Linked DNA regions of Mus musculus: region 2 is linked to region 1. Evidence: chromatin contacts called from public ChIA-PET data. All regions are on one chromosome and are shown on one strand. The core of a region is the stretch at or near the end of the contact, and the rest is flanking DNA. Distances in the headings are between cores, read along the strand shown.

What was found. ChIA-PET counts read pairs in DNA pulled down with a chosen protein or histone mark.
Region 2: an SMC1A ChIA-PET map of the G1E-ER4 cell line shows a contact between it and region 1, with 5 read pairs. The contact joins the promoter of 4933401H06Rik here to the enhancer-like site in region 1. A contact is called at or near these places in 1 of 15 datasets of contacts at CTCF or cohesin (the G1E-ER4 cell line), 2 of 484 Hi-C or Micro-C datasets (the N1E-115 cell line and bone marrow-derived macrophages) and 1 of 115 datasets of contacts at active chromatin or transcription factors (extraembryonic endoderm stem cells).

What each region holds. Positions count from the first base shown.
Region 1 is chr3:135,755,409-135,761,608 of GRCm38.p6, forward strand. No RefSeq gene overlaps it. Among named protein-coding and RNA genes, the nearest start is that of Nfkb1, 67 kb to the left of the region's middle. Within about 2 kb of position 2,688, at least 10 of the 459 cell types and tissues checked have an H3K27ac peak or open chromatin away from gene starts, as enhancers often do. A contact at or near this core is called in the G1E-ER4 cell line, where this site is marked.
Region 2 is chr3:135,837,537-135,843,959 of GRCm38.p6, forward strand. 4933401H06Rik (RIKEN cDNA 4933401H06 gene) reads right to left here and starts at 2,733. Exons shown (of 5, transcript NR_040540.1): 1 at 2,571-2,733; 2 at 2,095-2,298; 3 at 741-785. The region is part of intron 2 of Slc39a8 (solute carrier family 39 (metal ion transporter), member 8); the gene reads left to right.

The sequences.
Region 1 (6,200 bases), core at 1,438-3,937:
TACTTTTATATGCCACCGTAGCTTAGTCCACAGTGCTCAGGTATTTAGTCAAGTATTGTAGATGTTTCCACCTTATGATGCAGTCAGGCCTTATCCAACCAGCTGAAGGTCTTAAATGAAACAGATAACTCTCTACCCTTAGAAGAGGAGAGAATTCTGGGAGCAGACAGCTTGTAGACCTGACTCCTTTAGGTTTCCACCCTCATAACGTAATCTGTAGAATTCTACAGTATTGGCCTTCCTAATGTAAGCTGAAAGGTTAACATCATTCTCCCTGCGTACATCGCATTACTGCTGTTTCTTGGGAAAATGCTAGCATACTAGTAAATTTCTTTTTCTTGTAAAACTTTTACTTTCTCCAGTTGAATGGTTAATAGTTCTGCTCCTTCCTCTGACTCTTAACTCAGAAGAGAATTACCTAATACGTGTGAGAGAAAAGATCAAAGAAGTTTTTTTTTTAATCCAGCTATTTGTATAGGCAACTATTTAATAATTAACACTTAGAAATCTAATTTTGTCATTTCTCCATGTCTACAATGTATTGTGAGCTGATTTAGCCCTGCGTATCCTCTTTCATCCCCTTGTACCCCTGCAGGCCAAACCCCTTCTTCCTGACCACTCCACTCCTGCTTCTCTCACTTACCTTTTGTGCAGGCAGCCATCGCTTCTGCATCCACAATTACATCAGCTGTGCCATTTCCAGAAGACACTTCTTCATGGGCACGATAGTGCCTGAATATTTCTTAGGAATAGTAGTGTCTAAGTCTTTTAATGAAATGAAATAGACAACTAGGACTTGAATAAGACAGAGAGGGCAAAGAGCTATGCAGTCATTCCTTTGTAAATGTTACATAGATTGGAAGATTAAAAAACAAAACAAAAATAAACAAGAAAAACCCTAAAACTGCACATGTTAGTAAACCTTTGAGTTTGGTTGGTCACTTAAAATTTTGTAACCATAGTTGAAATCCTACATTCCCACCCTGGATGCTGTGTTTCTGAGTAGGTTGAATGACTTCTTTCATCTATGCAGTCAGTGTGAACCCTTTTCCCAGCCCAATTCACACACATGACTACTTTTTTTTTTCCTTTTAAATTCTTCCTACAATTGTTTCTATGGCAATCGTCTAAAAGAACTATTTCTTTTACTTTTGGAAGTATATAATTACATCATTTCCCCCTTCCCTTTTTTCCCTCTAAGTACACACACACACACACACACACATACACATACACACACACACACACACACACACATTTATGGCCTATGACAATCTTATTTAAAATATCACAACTTGGCCAGGTGGTGCAATATAAGAAGAGCTGCAAAAATTTTATTGTAAAAGAAATTTGGTTGTAAACACTTTACAGCTTAAGGAGAATCACAACACAATATTTTGTGAACTGTGCCAATTGGTTTGAAGAACTGTGAGAGATCCAGCCGTTTGTTTTCTTATAAACAGGCCCTGAGTCTGCTTCTCCTTACTTTCCCATTACCCTACAAACCCTTTTGTTAGTCCTTTGTTAGATAAGCTTGTTTGACCAGGTGTAGAATTCCTGAAATGCTTCAACAGCTAAATGTTGTTTCTCTTGCAAACAAAGTCCTCTCCCTGTCCTTGATGCTTTCTAACTGTGAGGCTGAACCTTCGCCAGTGAGGAACTGTTACCATCCTTGTTGGTTAGGCATAAAATACAGAGACAGTCTGAGCCATGTTGCTACTCAGTGTCCTGGTTTGGGAATATGGCACACCCTTTTTATAAAAAGAGATCACCTTGCCAGATCACTTTCACCTTGCTTCTGTGCTTCTGTGTGACACTGAATACTCCTTTCTAACATAACATCCTCTGAGGTAGGCCTTACCATGTAGGGAATTCTCGTTTGCTATCCAACTTTTCATTCAGATAGTCCCCAGATAAAGCTACAAATCTGCAATAAGGAAGCCAGATTGCTTATAGTATTTGTAAGCAGAAGTTTCTGGAAGGAATCTACACCTTCCACACTAAATAACTGGTGAGAACTTCATTGATTGTGAAGAGCTTGGAATGTTACAGGTCCAAAGCCAAATTATCTTGGGCAATCTTTAGGCTCTTAACAGCTGTGTATTCACTCTCCTCTGTACCTTACAGCTTTGTTACCTTTAGGTTAAATTTTTTGGGCTGTGCAGATTGACACCTACCCCTCAACTCACAGGGTTTGAATATCATGACACAGCATCTGAGGCTTATAATAGACATTTCTCCTGCCCTGCTTTAACTCATTAATGTTTTCTACCAATGAACTTAAAAGTGTCTTGGTTTAAGACTTGCATTTTTTTTTTTCCGGTTACTGAAAAACCTTTATGATACTGTTTCTGCACTGGAAAATGGGATTTAGGGTGACTTAAATTTGTGTTCCCAGATCATGGTCATTTGTATCTGGTCTAGAATAAACTATTTCTCATCTCCTTGGAGGTGCTTTTGAGTCACACGAAGATATTTACAAAGATATGACAGGGAAAGACCATGCAGAGATTCATCTATCTTGTGTTCTTGTGGAGGCCATTTTAGATTTAACTAGAATTTGATCTCCTGGATGGGAGGCCTCATAGAACCTAACTCTCTAATCTAGGAACCTAAAGTCAAGATGCCCTAGCTAACTTATTTATCTTCTGTTAAACTGTCTGTTTGTGCAAACTTCCTCTTCCAGCTAACTGCTTATCTTAGCTTCCATGAAACTGCTTGCTTGTGCAACCTCCCCCTGCAGCTTCAGAGACAGACACCAGGATGTAGTTTTTGCCTTAAACAACCCCTCACTCTAAACACTTGGTGCTGTACTTGGGTCCCAAATACTTAAGTGTCGTCTCAGCTAGCTGACATGAAGACTTTCAGTTGGCTATAAACTGTGTCTGAGTGTTCCTCTCTAATGAGATGCCTGTATCAAAGGAATTTCTGCTTGCAGAATTGATCTTCACTTAGATTTTCCTTCTGATCGATACCACTAGAAATTATGCTACTGCTTAACCCGAGTCATCTCTGGCTCCTTATTGATTTTTGCATGTTACAGTAAAATGCCATGAAATCAAAAACTGAAATTTGAAATCGCACAATAAACAGGATTGTATACAGTTGTTGAACACATTGATGAACCTCCCAATATAAAAAAGTAAATCTAGCATAATTAAAGAAGTTAGCAATGGAGGAGGGCAGTAACCTTCCCAGGCAGGAAATAATAAAAATCAAAAGGTTGATTTCACTACAAAGGATTAAGACGGGCACTTTGGGGAATGATGGAGCAAAATGATGGTCTTCACATCACCCTACACAAATCAGAGGAGGGCGACATCATATTTTGTTGGAAAAGAGTCACCAATGAAACCCCCAAATTCAAACATGGTTTGCCTTCTACCCTATTTCTATTTGACCAAGGTAGAGGAAGTTAAGTTTGTGGCATACAATCACAACAATTCTATCAGGCCTGTCTCTTGTATTTATCTGTTTGTCTTTGTATATTATTTCCCTAATCTGTTCTTTTTTTTGTTTTTGTTTTTGTTTTTTTTGTTTTTTGTTTTTTTTCAAGACAGGGTTTCTTTGTGTAGCCCTGGCTGTCCTGGCGCTCATTTTGTAGACCAGGCTGGCCTCGAACTCAGAAATCCGCCTGCCTCTGCCTCCTGAGTGCTGGGCTTAAAGCGTGCACCACCATGCCCGGCTCCCGTTCTAACCTCATTCCTGTAATGCTGGTGTGCTGGGCTCTCCTGACACCGCCCCCTTCTTAGAAAAAGTACATCCCAGTCACCCCTGCCTGAATCATCTGTGTCCAAATGCACACGATCTATGTGCTGTACTCTTGTCAGACACGTTTGCTGTTTGGTAAGTGGTAGAAAGTCTTAGGTAGGAGAAAAGGCAAACGTCTTTGTCAAATCTTTGCTCTCAGTGTAATTGTCATTGGCTCTGGTTAAATGAGGCACTATTTCTGGTCATCAATAGTTCTTTGATTTCTGAATGTGCCCATTTCTCCCTTCTGTTTTGTTAAGAAAGGAAAAGGAAAATGCCAGGACTCTTGGTTCTTGAGGAGCCAACACACAATTGTCCTTCACAAATAAGGTTTATTAGGGGAAAGGACCTCAACCGTGATCAGGCCTTGAGGTGAAAGAACATTGGAGAGGGAACAGGACCATATAGTAAAAGCAGAGTAAGGGCTCTAAAGGGGAAACTGGAAGGGAGCTTCATTACAAGGTGGAGCTTACCTCCTCCTACTCTTCCATAAGAGTCCCCATGCCCCATCCACTGTTTGGCTGTGGGTGTCTGCATCTGTGTGAGTCAGTGGTGAGTGGAGCCTCTCAGAGGACAGCCACGCTAGACTCCTGTCATTCATGTCCTTGGGACTGGGTTACTTCACTCAGGATGATGTTCTCAAGATCTATCCACTTGCCTGCAAAACTCATGTCTTTGTTTTTCATAGCTGAATAGTATTTCATTGTAGATATATACCTCATTTTCTTTATCCTTTTTTTCAGTTAAGGGACAGAAGTCTCTGTTTAGCTCTGTGCCACATTTTTTAAGTTAGGTTACTTAGGTTGTTGATGTTTAACTTCTTGAGTTCTTTATAAATTGTGGATATTTGTCAGATGTAGGGTTGCTGAAGACCCTTTCCCAATCTGCCATTTTGTCCTACTGACAGTGTCCATTGCCTTACAGAATAGAAGGATGGATCACATCCCCTAAGGGGATAAGGAACTCCATAAGAAGACCAACGAATAAACTAACCTGGACCTGTGGGGTTCTCAGAGCTCAAACCACCAACCAAAGAGCATACACTGGCTGGACCTAGGCCTTCCCATTCATATATAGCAGATGTGCAGCTTGGTTTTCATGTGGGTCCCAAACAACTGGAACAGAAGCTATCTCAAAAACTGTGGCCTGTCTGTGGGATATGTTCTTCTAGATCAGTTGCCTTGACTGGCCTCAGTAGCAGAGGAATTGCCTAGCCTTCTAGAGATGTAAAGTGCCAGGGTAGGGGCATAACCCTGGGGGCCTCCACCTGCTCAAAGCAGAAGGGGATAGGAGATGGGGGAATGATCATGGGAGGGGGTGACCTGGAGGTGGGCAGTGAGTGAGATGTAAAGTGAATAATAAAAGGTAAATTAAAAAATTAAAAAAAAAAAAAGAAGGTAGAGCTTAAAGGTCAAGAGAGTCCTCGTCTTCCAGTCTGGGCCAGAGCCCATGAGCAGACCTTGGGCTCGATCTCTTCAGCCAGTCCCACAACACCCAGAGGAAGCTCCACTCCCAGGTGCTCTAACACACCCAGGATCCCAGGATTCCAGGATCCTAGGGTCCCAGGGGCTTGGTCACACGAGGTTCTCAGGGTATCAGAGGCAGCTTGACTCCCAGGAGCTCTGATACACTCAGGATGTCAGGATCACAAGATCCCAGAATCACCGGATAACAGAGACGTCTGGACTCTGAGGAGTTCGGACACAACCAGGATCACTAGAAGAACAGGCTCCAGTCAGATATAACAAGGGCAGGTAACACTAGCAAGAACCAGATGGCAGGAGGCAAGGGTAAGAACATAAGTAACAGAAACCAAGGTTACTGGGCATCATCAGAACTCAATTCTCCCAACATAGTAAATCTTAGATACTCCATCACACTGGAAAAGCAAGATTTGGATCTAAAATCACTTCTCATGATGATGATAGAGCACTTTAAGAAGGGCATAAATAACTCCCTTAAAGAAATACAGGAGAACACAGGTAAACAGCTAGAAGCCCTTAAAGAGGAAAGACAAAAATCCCTTAAAGAATTACAAGAAAACACAATCACACAGGTGAAGGAAATGAACAAAACTATCCAAGATCTAAAAATAGAAATAGGAACAATAAAGGAATCACAAAGGGAGACAGCCCTGGAGTTAGAAAACCTAGGAAAGAGATCAGGAGTCATAGACACAAGCATCACCAACAGAATACAAGAGATAGAAGTGAGAATCTCAGGTGCAGAAGATATCATAGAAAACATTGACACAACAATCAAAGAAAATGGAAAAGGCGAAAAGCTCCTAACCCAAAACATCCAGGAAATCCAGGACACAATGAGAAGACCAAACCTAAGGATAATAGCTATAGAAGAGAGCAAAGATTCCCAACCTAAAGGGCCAGTAAATATCTTCAACAAATTATAGAAGAAAACTTCCCTAACATAAAGAAAGAGAAGCCCACGAA
Region 2 (6,423 bases), core at 1,483-3,982, 82 kb after region 1:
TATTGCGACAGGTCAGGGTTGAGAGCAGGAACCCAGAGCAAGTGTCTGGTTTGACACTAGACCTCTCTTCATGGGTTGGAGGTCTTGAGAGATGGATAAAGGGTAGGATGGAGCTGGGAGACGTGCCAGTCCCCATGGTGGAGTCTGCAATCCTCTTTGAAAATGCAAGCTTATCTTTGAAAATTCTTTTTATTTCCTGTTTTTTTCTTTGGTAAAATCAACTTCCAAATTTGGAGCTGTGACGAAAGGATGGACCATCTAGTGATTGCCATATGCAGGGATCCATCCCATAATCAGCTTCCAAACGCTGACACCATTGCATACACTAGCAAGATTTTGCTGTAAGGACCCAGATATAGCTGTCTCTTGTGAGACTATGCCGGGGCCTAGCAAACACAGAAGTGGATGATCACAGTCAGCTATTGGATGGGTCACATGGCCCCCAATGGAGGAGCTAGAGAAATTACCCAAGGAGCTAAAGGGAACTGCAACCCTATAGGTGGAACAACAATATGGACTAACCAGTACCGGGGAGCTCTTGTCTTTAGCTGCATATGTATCAAAAGATGGCCTAGTCGGCCATCACTGCAAAGAGAGGCCCATTGGACTTGCAAACTTTATATGCCCCAGTACAGGGGAACGCCAGGGCCAAAAAGGGGGAGTGGGTGGGTAGGGGATTGGGGGTGGGTGGGTATGGGGGACCTTTAGGATAGCATTGAAAATGTAAACGAGGAAAATACCTAATTAAAAAAAATCAACTTCCAGTTCATCCTCCATGTAAAAACCTAGAAAAAGAGATGAAAATAAAAGAGAAAATAATGAGTCACTTTTTTGTTTTTTTTTTCTTTTTAAAAATTTGATATTTTCTTTATCTACATTTCAAATGTTATCTCCTTTCCTAGTTTCCCCTCTGAAAATCCCGTATCCCCTCCTACCTCCCCCTGCTTCCCAACCCACCCACTCCTGCTTCCTGGCCCTGACATTCCCCTATAATGGAGCATAGAACCTTAACAGGACCAAGGGCCTCTCCTTCCATTGATGACCGACTAGGCCATCCTCTGCTACATATGCAGCTAGAGCCATGGATCTCTCTGCGCAATTTCTTTGATTAGTGGTTTAGTCCCAGGGAGCTCTGGGGGTACTGGTTAGTTCATATTGCTGTTCCTCCTATGGGGCTGCAGACCCCTTCACCTCCTTGGGTACTTTCTCTAAGCTCCTTCATTGGGGACCCTGTGCTCCATTGAATGGATGGCTGTGAGCATCCACTCCTGTATTCGTCAGGCACTGGCAGAGCCTCTCAGGAGACAGCTATATCAGGCTCTTGTCAGCAAGCTCTTGTTGGCATCCACAATAGTGTCTGGTTATGGGATGGATCCCCATAGAAACACAAGTACATTGTTTAAAATTGGGAAAGCTAGATAAGCAGAAAGGAAAAAAAAAACCACTCATAATTTAGGACCTAGATACGAACATTCTCAACATATGGGCGTCTTTGTCTGTAAATTGCACTTTACCTGCCTTGTCGTAGCAATGCTATCTCTACACACGGCTTCATAAGGAGTTTTTCCTAATAGTGTCTAATTCATTAGACATTTTTGTCTTTATAATAATATATTCTAGAGAAGAAGTCTTCATATGCTCTTCAGAAAGACTTGGAAGAATGTATGTGTGTATGTGCACATGCATGCATGTATGTATGTATGTATGTAAGCATATTTGTACGTGGCCACGTATCTGTGTGATCTGATATATGTGTATTTCAGTATGTTTTAGTGCGTGTGTATGTGTGACTGTGAGTGGTGTATGTGTATATCTGCGTGTTCCTATGTGTGTATATATGTGTGTGTGTGAATGTGTGTTTGCGTGTGTTTCTGAATACATGCGCACCATTCAGCCCTAAGTAAGAAGCATAAGAAGGCGTGAGATAAAAATGGAAGCACTGATATCAGAGAATACTTGTCATCCCTAGTTCGGCCTCCTAGAGGATTATTCGTCTGGAGTGTTTCTTGCTCAAACCTTCTCTTTTAATGGTGTTAAGAATGTGTCCAAAAGTCAAGCCAAGAAAGATTGTGTCAACTCTGAAGAGGCACTTACAATGGTAGACTTGGGAGAGGCTGGTAGACAGCGAGCTGGAGACGCGTAAAGGGAGGGACACCAAGGTGTCTGGTCACCGAGTTAGGTAATCCCGTCATCACAGCGGACAGATCTGCCGTTTTCTCGTCCACTCCTGCTTCGAATGTTCCTGTTGTGTCATGCCTGTAAGCCACCAACCAGACTTTGTGACACCTGTCAGTGACCCTTGAAGAGATAAATCGGTGAAACGATCGCTTTTCTTCCAGGTTAGAAGAGACTTCCCGATAGTTACTTTCAAAGCTGCACTTTAAATGGTTGGGATCTAAGCTAGGTGCCCCACACTAATCTACTGTCACGGAGATTTCTGCACCTGTTTTGTTTCAGTTACTCTTGTACCTTTGGTTACATACACAAGCAGCCAAGAGCTCATCACTCCTTTCCACTTTATTTATCCCTGTTTTTATTTTATTCTTATTTTATTTTATTTTATTTGTCACCTGTCTACCAGGAACTGTTATGCGCCAGGCATTGTCAGAGTCCTATTAGTAAATATTACGGTAACATGAGCTCGTGGGATCTAGGTGGCTGCTTTCTCATCAGAGAAGCATTTTCAGTCTTCACATTTTCCTTCTTTAATGTAATCCATTGTCCTGGTCTCACAGAGTACGTTACATTACGTTACGTTACGTTATGTTACGTATGCAACGTGCGCAGCGGCAGTTCAGGTGCACTGACAGGCTGCCTCTGCTGTAGGAGAGAGTCCCGGATCTAAACAGCTGTAGAGAGTCTGTATCCAGATGGTCCACATTCATTGCTGGAAGCACGTGACCACGCCGGGCTCTCCCCAGCTGTGTTAGGAGTCTGAGCCTATGTTTGAGACATTGGGGTCAGTTGTTAGTTTCTGTTGCTTGAATGAAACCTTTGTGGACCCCAGCTTTCCCATTTGAAAGATGGGGATAGAAGGGAGAGATAGAACTGTATTTAAGTGATCTCTGTTCCCCACCTCCCCCGTCCCCACTCACAAGGATCCTAAGTAGTTTAAAGAGCAATTTAACTTTATGACCCTAAAAACTAGTAGGCCCAATAAAATACAGTTCCCTGCAGGATCCTGTGGATTTTCTTTTTATTATTTGAGTTACTCTCCATGTTTAATGAAGAAGACATAACAGTCAATCTCTAATTGCTTAGTAACGGGAAAACATGAGACTTGAATCTTCTCTTCACCTCCTATGAGCTAATCTTGGACAATTTATATTCCCAAGATGTTATTTCTTTGTCAAGGACCAGCCTTGGCATTGGAGTGGGGTTCTGAGAGAAGGGGTGTCTGGGAGTGGCAGAAAGAACGACTCAAAGTCAAATCATGGGTTCAAGCTGCCCACTCAGGTTCTGCTGAGATGGCTTTCCAGTCAGTCAGTCAGTCTGTCTGTCTGTCTGTCTGTCTGTCTGTCTGTCTCATCTAAAAACTGTCTGGTTGAGACAGCTCTCTCTGTAGGTAAAAGTTCTAAATGCTGTCTGGGTTTAGTCAGAGAAGCTGCTATAAAAAATTATTGGATCTTCCGACTAAGTCAGAAATCTTGGTAAGAAAAAATTCTTGAAGAGCTGTTTTGCTCTCCAGAGATTTCTAGAGAGCCCAGCTCTCACTAGAGAGAATTTCTAAACAACTGCTATCGCCTTTTGCTAGCTCATCTCATGCAGACCAAAAGCCCAGTTTTTTAATTTACATATCAATTCAGTTATTTATTCCAGGTTTCCTTTTGATTATATTTTGAATCAACATCCCGTGACCGCAGTCCTTTGATTCTTAAAAGACTGTAAGCATACATGCTGATCTTGAACTCAGGAATCTGCCTGCCTTTGTGTCTTTCTGACAGTCTAGCTCAGAGTGTAGCTGCCTTTGTTCCTTTAGATTCATGAAGCCCCCATAATTCATATTGCACTCTTATGTTTTGCATAGTTGAGAAATTATATATATTTTGAACTCATGTATTTATAGGTCTTTCCCATAGCCTTAAGGGCTGTCCTGAAGGTCCCAGCCTTTACCATTTTGCTGAGACATTAGCCACACCTTCTTCACCTGGACCCATGTTGTCAGATTATCCTGGAGACATTAATGTTAACAAAGAAGACATTCCTAGGAGGAATGTGAAATATGTGCATTATTATACAAACAAGCCTTATGCCCACAGCAGTCATCCATACTCGTGGAGGTTCACAACGGGGCCATGTCCCAGAGGCAAGAATCATATCACCAACTTACTCTGTCCCTGCCAGGGCCACACCTGGCTCGGCATCTCCTGGAGGTTCACACTAGGGACCTGCCCCAGGGTCAGGAGCCATGTCACTCTGTCCCCACCAGGGCCACGCTTGGCTTGGCATTTCTTCATCCACATTTTTCTGTTAATAGTAATTAATGTGCTATAGCTTTTGTTTCTCAGAATGCCTATGATAATTATTGTTTAGAAAACTCAGTTGTCGGTAAGTTGTGATTGAGTTTTCCTTGACTGGAAGCTTTTATCTCACCATGCCGTGTGCTTGCTTACCTTTATCATGTTTACCTGTTTTACATCTGTTTCCTGTGCTGAGGGACAAGTCAGTGATGGACATAACCCCTTTCCCAGCTTCTGCACCTGTGTGAAGAAAGGGTAAACAACCTATTTGGTTAATGAATACATGAAATGAAAACAGAGAGGAAGTAGGAAGGCCTCACAAGGGACAGAGGCCCAGAAAGTTGCCGGCAGGTTTGCATGCAGTTGGTTCACAGTGGCAGCCTGCCTAGAACAGGAGACTGTGCCTCACATGGTGTTGTGGGAAGGATGGCTTCCTACTCTTGGGTCACTGCTATCTATACACATGACAGATTCTACAAGGAAGCTGCATTTTTGCTGGAAACCAATGGCTATGGTAGTCAGTGGTGTAGCAGGCAAGGGTACAGAAGACACTAATAAGACATTAAGGATTCTTTTCATCTCGGACTCGAAGCCCTTGTCCCTCCTTCGGCTCTTTTGTTAAGGATTTGTAATAGATTTTTGTATAACTGAGTTACTTTATAATAAGGGAAAGTGAACTGATCTTGGTACTTCTTTCTAATTGTGATCACAAAATTGGCAAGTATTAAGTTACTCTCCCTTCCTCTACCAGTACAGAGAGAACACAGCCTGTGTAACAGAGTCACCCACACAGGGAAGCAGGCTCTGTATCAGAGTCCTTGTTGGGGATGCTTTTCTCAGAGTTCCAATCCACCACATAATCTGAAGTAGTCACTGGGGTGACTTTGGATGGTATAACATTTGCTTCTGGTTTGATTTGAAGAGGGTGGCAGCAGAGGCATAAGGGCATATGGTCTCATTGTCTGATTCAATGGGTGCTATTTGGCGAGACAGCCAAGTACAGGCCAAAAGAAGAATTGGGCAAGCTTTGAAGACTAAGAGAGCTTGTATTTGTCACCACAGGTAGCAGCCAGGCACTGTGACTTATGCCTGTTATCCTAGCACTTAGGGTGCTCAGGACTTTATAGTGGATTCTAAGGCTAACCTGAGCTACAGTGATCAACCAGACTTTCTCAAACAAATATAAACCAACGAGTGACTTTTTCCTATCAATTGGAACTCTTGCTTGATGAAGAAAAGAAAAAAAAAACACCAGTAACTTCCCTTCAGCTAAGAAGAGAATTCGTCCATCCAGATAAGCAGAGCCAAGGGGATATGAAATTCAGACATAGCCACACCCACAATCATGACAGTTTAAAAATCTTTTTCTAGGTCTGGATGTCTAGGTCTAAGTCATGTGTCACCTGGAAGGGCACAGGCATGATGGTGAGGTGCTCTGTGCCGACCAAAGGAGAGTGCAACCCAGGCAGGGAAAGGGCGCCCCCTACTCTTACTAGAGTTGAGTTTTCCTTACATTTTGCCTCTTTGGCATTGTTTCTTTCATTCTCTCTCTCTCTCTTTCTAGCTTCGTTGGTGCTAGGAACAGGGGTGGTGGTAGTGCCAGGGATTAACCCTAAAGCTTCAGAGGTTAGGCAACTAGTCTCCAGCTCCGCTGTATTCTCACCTGGTTTGTTTTGTTTTGCTTGTTTTGTTTTGAGACAATTTCAGCCCTTAGCCCAGGCTGGTCTTCAACCATCTCACGATTCGGTGCCTTGGCTTCTTGAATGCTGGGATGACACATGGTTATCACCATTTCTGGGTCTGTTCTCTGTATTCCCCAGGCACGTGCTCTCTTCCAAAGCATGCTTTCTCCTGACCCCCTCACACCTACCCTGCTATCACTGCTCCACAGAAGACAGGCACAGCCTTATCTCTGGCTTCTGTGCTTCTCAATAGAGCTCGTCACTCATCACCATCTGGTGTC